2 separate regions of the Zea mays genome follow, and region 2 is linked to region 1. Evidence: chromatin contacts called from public Hi-C data. All regions are on one chromosome and are shown on one strand. The core of a region is the stretch at or near the end of the contact, and the rest is flanking DNA. Distances in the headings are between cores, read along the strand shown.

Region 1 (2,853 bases), core at 22-2,521:
GGGATCCCTGCATTGGAGCTTCCTAGAACTGTAGAGGGTTTTTTGAAGCTAGTGGAACTTTGTAAAGGCCTCGTAGTGTTACCCTACCTCGCTTTCTTGGTAGAGGTGTATGGGAAGTCGTGATCCCTTGGCAGATGGGTAACATGACTTGTGGGTAAAGATGCGCAACATCTGCAAGTGTAAAACTGGTATATCAGCCATGCTCACGGTCATGAGCGGCTCGAACACTCACATGATTAATTTATGAAATTAAATTCAATTTGTCATTTGCATCGCATTGTGGTTTATTATTAGTTTGATCTATTATTACTCTGGTTTGGTATTTACTTACATTTAGTAAATGCTAATAAAACTTGACTAACTTATTAAAAGCAATGCTCAGCTTTAAACCCTTATTTGTCGGTTAGCCTTACAGTTCACATGAACTCCCACCTTTGGTGAGTTCATGCACATTATTCCCCACAACTTGTTGAGCTATGATCTTTTGTGAGCTCACTCTTGCGATATATAAACCCTCCATAGGTGAAGAGCATGTGGACCAAGAGGAGCCGCCCTATACGGAGGAGTACGAGTTGATCTAGGTGGCGTCTCCGTGTCAGCTTGATGGCGACAAGGAATAACTATTTAGTTCGTCTTATTGTTATCATTTATTTTTGTAAGACTTCCGCTATGTAATAATAATACTTGTGGCATTTATCTCTATATACTTTGTCATTATATGTGATGTTCTTCTTTGACGTACATATGAGACACACTCGTCTTTATCTCTTAAATTCAGGTGTGGCATAAAAGTACAAAGGGATATAGCCCTATTCATACCTATGCATTCACTGTTTTGGACTGAACTTACTTTATGATTATAGATGTTGAGATGAATATTAAAAATGTCAAGCCAAAATAAAGAGGGTATAAAAAAACTATGAATTGCCTTGACCATATCGATGTGGATTCATATAAATAAAATCATGTGAATTAAATTAAACCTTGATTGATCTTAACATTCATGTAAAGAAAATATTCAATTAAGGATCATATTGAATAAATGTTTTTTAATATATGCTTATTATGTTGTGATTTGAGTATGGTGATAAGATAAATATAGCAAAAAAAAAAAGGCTTTGAGGGATTAAGTGACGAGGCAGAGCAGTATGAACTCTATAAAGATTGGCGCCATCAAACACGTTAGTTAAAAAACTCTACCAAAATAATTAGTTTTAAATTTTGTTTTAAAAAATAGAAATAAAAAAACCCACCGCGTTCGTGCGTCCGTGGAGAGGGACGGAGACCAGTCGCCCGCCGACCCGTGCGTCTCCACTCGTCCACGCGCAAATCCCCTTCCCACCCCCTGACCAGACCAAAGGCAGTAGCAACTAGCAATGCAGCTTCCTCCTCGTCTTCCTCCTCCACCTCAGCTGCTCATGCTCCTCCCAGTCCCCTCCTCCTGCCCCCAATCCTCTTCCGCCCCTCCCTCGGGCCTCTTCCCCATCTCCTGATCACACTCGCTCGCGCGCCATGGGCGGCCGCGCCTCCCGCCACCGCGCGCAGCCGCACGACCAGTCTTCTCACCCTCCTCCTCGGCCGCCGCCCAAGCAGCAGCAGGGCCAGCAGCACCCCAACAACCGCCCCAACAAGCCCAAGCAGCAGCAGCAGCCCCCACCTCCACGTCCTCCGCCGCCACACCAGGCTCCCCCCGCCGCCTCCCCCGCCGCCCCGGGCGCGGCCACCGTCGGCCGCGTGCTGGGCCGGCCGATGGAGGACGTGCGCGCGTCCTACACGTTCGGCCGGGAGCTGGGCCGGGGCCAGTTCGGCGTCACCTACCTGGCCACGCACAAGCCCACCGGCCGCCGGTACGCGTGCAAGTCCATCGCGACGCGGAAGCTCGCGCACAGCGACGACGTCGACGACGTCCGCCGGGAGGTGCAGATCATGCACCACCTCACGGGCCACCGCAGCATCGTCGAGCTCCGGGGCGCCTACGAGGACCGCCACTCCGTCAACCTCGTCATGGAGCTGTGCGAGGGTGGGGAGCTCTTCGACCGCATCATCGCGAGGGGGCACTACTCCGAGCGTGCCGCCGCCGCCCTCTGCAGGGAGATCGTCTCCGTCGTCCACAGCTGCCACTCCATGGGGGTCATGCATCGGGACCTCAAGCCCGAAAACTTCCTCTTCCTTAACAAGAGGGAGGACTCGCCGCTCAAGGCCACGGATTTCGGACTCTCCGTCTTCTTCAAGCCCGGTACCTAACCTATCTATTCCCTTTTGCTCTTCAGTCTTCACTACTACTACTATTCACCGTTTTGGAAATCCATCAGTCTCGGATGCCCATTCGATTTCAGTCCTACTCGCTATGTATGATTCTGCTTCGATTCCATAGACAGACGCTCATCCTCTTCCTTATCCTCATGTGGGAATCCAGCAGATACCAAGAGGAGGAAACTTTGCTGTTTGATTGACTCGTGCTTTAACTAGAGTCTAGAGGAGGAATGATTGTTGTTTGATTTGGTCTCAGCGATTCAGCTCCCACTCATCTGTACTGTGTCCAACTCAACTGAAACTGAAAACGATCGATGATCGATTGCAATGCAGGCGAGCAGTTCAGGGATCTTGTCGGCAGCGCTTACTACGTCGCCCCAGAGGTGCTCAAGCGGCGATACGGAGCTGAGGCAGACATATGGAGTGCCGGAGTTATCCTCTACATCCTGCTATCCGGCGTCCCTCCTTTCTGGGCCGGTACGTTTCTCTGCTCCCTGTTGCATAAACCAGCCAGCCAGCCACATCTTGATGCCAATGCCATTATCCCCTTACTAACATGCCACCGATGCTCTGTCTTCTTTCTCCCCTGGTTTTGGTTTT
Region 2 (2,914 bases), core at 197-2,696, 910 kb before region 1:
GACTTCCAATACGGATATGGCCTGCTTTCCACATTCACAGGTGGTAGCTACTGGACTCGGTGTTAGGCCTCCTTTGGCGAGACTCCGACTTCTCTGAAAATAGTTTCGGCTCTATCTCCTATGACTATTTGGCTTCTCTGAAGGAGTCGAAGCCGTTTTGCAATTTGTTTCGCAAAACAACTTCTCCTGTGTTTCTTTAGAATAATGTATGAGGAAAATGTAGAAGGGACCGATAGAGACCACATTTTCAATGCTCTAGCTGTCAACAAAAAAACAACTCCAGCTCTTTAAAAGGCTCTCGACGAAAAACTGTTTTTTTTACCGTTTGTTACGTGCCGTGTCAAAGAGGCCCTTATGACCTTATCCTTTTACCACTCCCCAGTCCCTTCCCTCTCACTTTTTCCTGTTTCGACTACTACCACACTACTACACTAGCAGGGTTAGAGATAGAGATGGCAATGGATACCCGCAGCCTGATACCCAATAGGTTTTTATTCCATTAGGGTATGTATATGGACTAAATATTCTATCTGTGGATCTTTTATTAGGCAAAAATCTTCCACCCAATGGGTAAACGAGTATTAGAACGTTATGCCCTCAACCATGCCTGATTGCCTGTTAATTTGTGGGTATAAAATACCCAGTATAAATTTAGCCCAAAATCGTGAAATTTGGTTTCAGTCACCCATCTTTTTTACTATTTAACAACATTTTGGGCTATAGCGTCATAAATGGCTTAACGATTATTTGATGATCATGTAACATAACATGTAATGTGCTATGTAGTACTATCCTAGTGTTGCTACTTTATCCAATTATCTTTGGTGTTGTTGAATGAATAGTTAAATGATGCTAGAATTTTTGTAATGATATTTAGATAGATATAATTGATATTTGTATAATATACCATTTTGATAGATGTTTAATCTTTGTATATATGAGTGACCCAACGAGTGATCTATAACCACCAATGTATATATAGGTGATCCTATAAAGTTATTTTTTGTTATGGTTAAAATAACTGATGATATTTACACTTTAGGCCCTGTTTGGGAACAAAGTTTTTGAAAACCACAGTTTTTGAAATACTATACTATACTTTAGTTATGACAATACCGTAGTTTATAATACCGCAGTTTTGAAAACTGAGGTCCAGAGCTAAGTTTAGAATGCCTTAAAACAACTATAGTATTTGCAATACTTCAGTTTTGAAAACAGAGATTTTACCCAGCTTGCCAAACACCATTATGTATATAATACTGCAGTATTTAAGAATACTGCAGTATTCTTCCAAAACTGCAGAAAAACTTTGTTCCCAAACACCCCCTTAGCATCTATAGTTGGTTTAGTTGGTGAGAGAAGAGAGGACAGCTGCACAGGAACAGCAAAGCAGACCCCACCACCGCACGCACATACATACGTACACGCACTCCTTCACCAGCAGTGTACTTCCCTCCCTTGTATGCCTGCCTCTGCCAGCGCGTTGTCGGCGAGGGGACTGCCCCCGCCGCCGCCGCTCGCGTCGGCTGCCGTCAGCCCGTCACCCACCCACGCGACCTCCGGTGATGGCAGAGGCCGACCTCACGCTGCACGACGCCGGCGGCGGCGCCAGGGACAAGCCGGACCGGAAAGCCGACGTCTTCGCGGATCTTGGCTCGCCGGTCTCGCCGCTGCGCCTGCGCCCGGCAGCGACGCCCTCCACCTCGTCCTCCTCGTCCGGCTCCGCCAAGTCGCCGGCGCCCGGTAATGCGGCCGCGGGGAGGGGAGGCCGGGGGAACCACTCGGGCGAGCTGGCGCAGGAGAGCACCAACCCGCCTGGCCACCGTCGCGCCGGATCTGGCCCGCTCATTTTCTCCGGTGCCAGCAGCAGCACCACCGCCAGCTCGCCGCTCACCAATGCGCTCCCCACCGGCAACATCTGCCGCGTCGCCGGGGCGGCGGCGGCGGCAGCAGCCACGCAGCCGCCGCGCGCTCGCCCGGCCGTGCTCGGATCCGGTACCGGCCACTACGGCCACGGCAGCATCATGCGCCGCGGCGGGGGAGCGACTCCCGCGAGGACCAGCGGTGACGCGGCCCCGCTGCTCCACGGCCACGGCAGCAATTCCTCGAGGTCGAGGTCCCCGGCGAGCTGCCCTGCGCCAGCGCCGCCGGCCACCAGCGGTGGCCTGCAGGAGATTACTCGCGCGGGGAACGAGTGGTACAAGAAGGGCCGCCACGCCGACGCGCTGCGCCACTACGACCGTGCCGTGGCGCTGTGCCCCGACAGCGCCGCGTGCCGCGGCAACCGCGCCGCCGCGCTCATCGGGCTCGGGCGCCTAGCAGAAGCGTTCCGCGAGTGTGAGGAGGCCGTCCGCCTCGATCCGGCCAGCGGCCGCGCGCACGGCCGCCTCGCCGGCTTATGCCTCAGGTGAGATTTTCTCCTTCGCTTGTCTTGTCTGCGGTGCCTGTAAGCCTGTTCTCCTGCTCTTCTGCACCGGAAATTGAATCGAATGGAATTGCGCCCACAGGACCTCGCATCCTTGTATCCGCCTTGCTTGCGTGCAAATCCAATATGCTGCTCCTTTTCATTCAGTTCCTTGCGCCATGTTTACCAGATTACGTTGCTGATCATTACCGTTTGTTTTCTTGTCTTGGAAGTAAAAGCTCTGTTCCTGTGATTACATGAGGAACATGCATGAGAAAGTTTGCGTCTTTATAGTTAGTAGTATGTTGCAGTGGGTTAATGTGGACTTAACATCACACAATGCAGCTGATAGGGACTGCTTTCCTGCATGATCGATTGTGCTTTGACCACGACGGGGGATAATTGTGTACTCGATGAACAGCGGTCCTGGCGGTGTTGATGTTTACGACTGCACAATCGAAAATGGAAGTTTTTCTCGGTTGCACATTGACTGACGGACTGACCATATTG

Evidence for each region. A called contact is a pair of places that touch in the nucleus more often than the background predicts.
Region 2: a contact with region 1 is called in a Hi-C map of ear, with 1.9 times the contacts expected there. The contact joins the promoter of LOC100193843 here to the promoter of LOC103635404 in region 1. A contact is called at or near these places in 2 of 25 Hi-C or Micro-C datasets (ear and leaf).

The regions. Positions count from the first base shown.
Region 1 is chr8:77,165,576-77,168,428 of Zm-B73-REFERENCE-NAM-5.0, reverse strand. It overlaps LOC103635404 (calcium-dependent protein kinase 1), which reads left to right and starts at 1,271. Exons shown (of 8, transcript XM_008657859.3): 1 at 1,271-2,236; 2 at 2,587-2,730. The coding sequence starts at 1,513.
Region 2 is chr8:78,074,473-78,077,386 of Zm-B73-REFERENCE-NAM-5.0, reverse strand. It overlaps LOC100193843, which reads left to right and starts at 1,446. Exons shown (of 6, transcript NM_001346775.1): 1 at 1,446-2,407. The coding sequence starts at 1,566.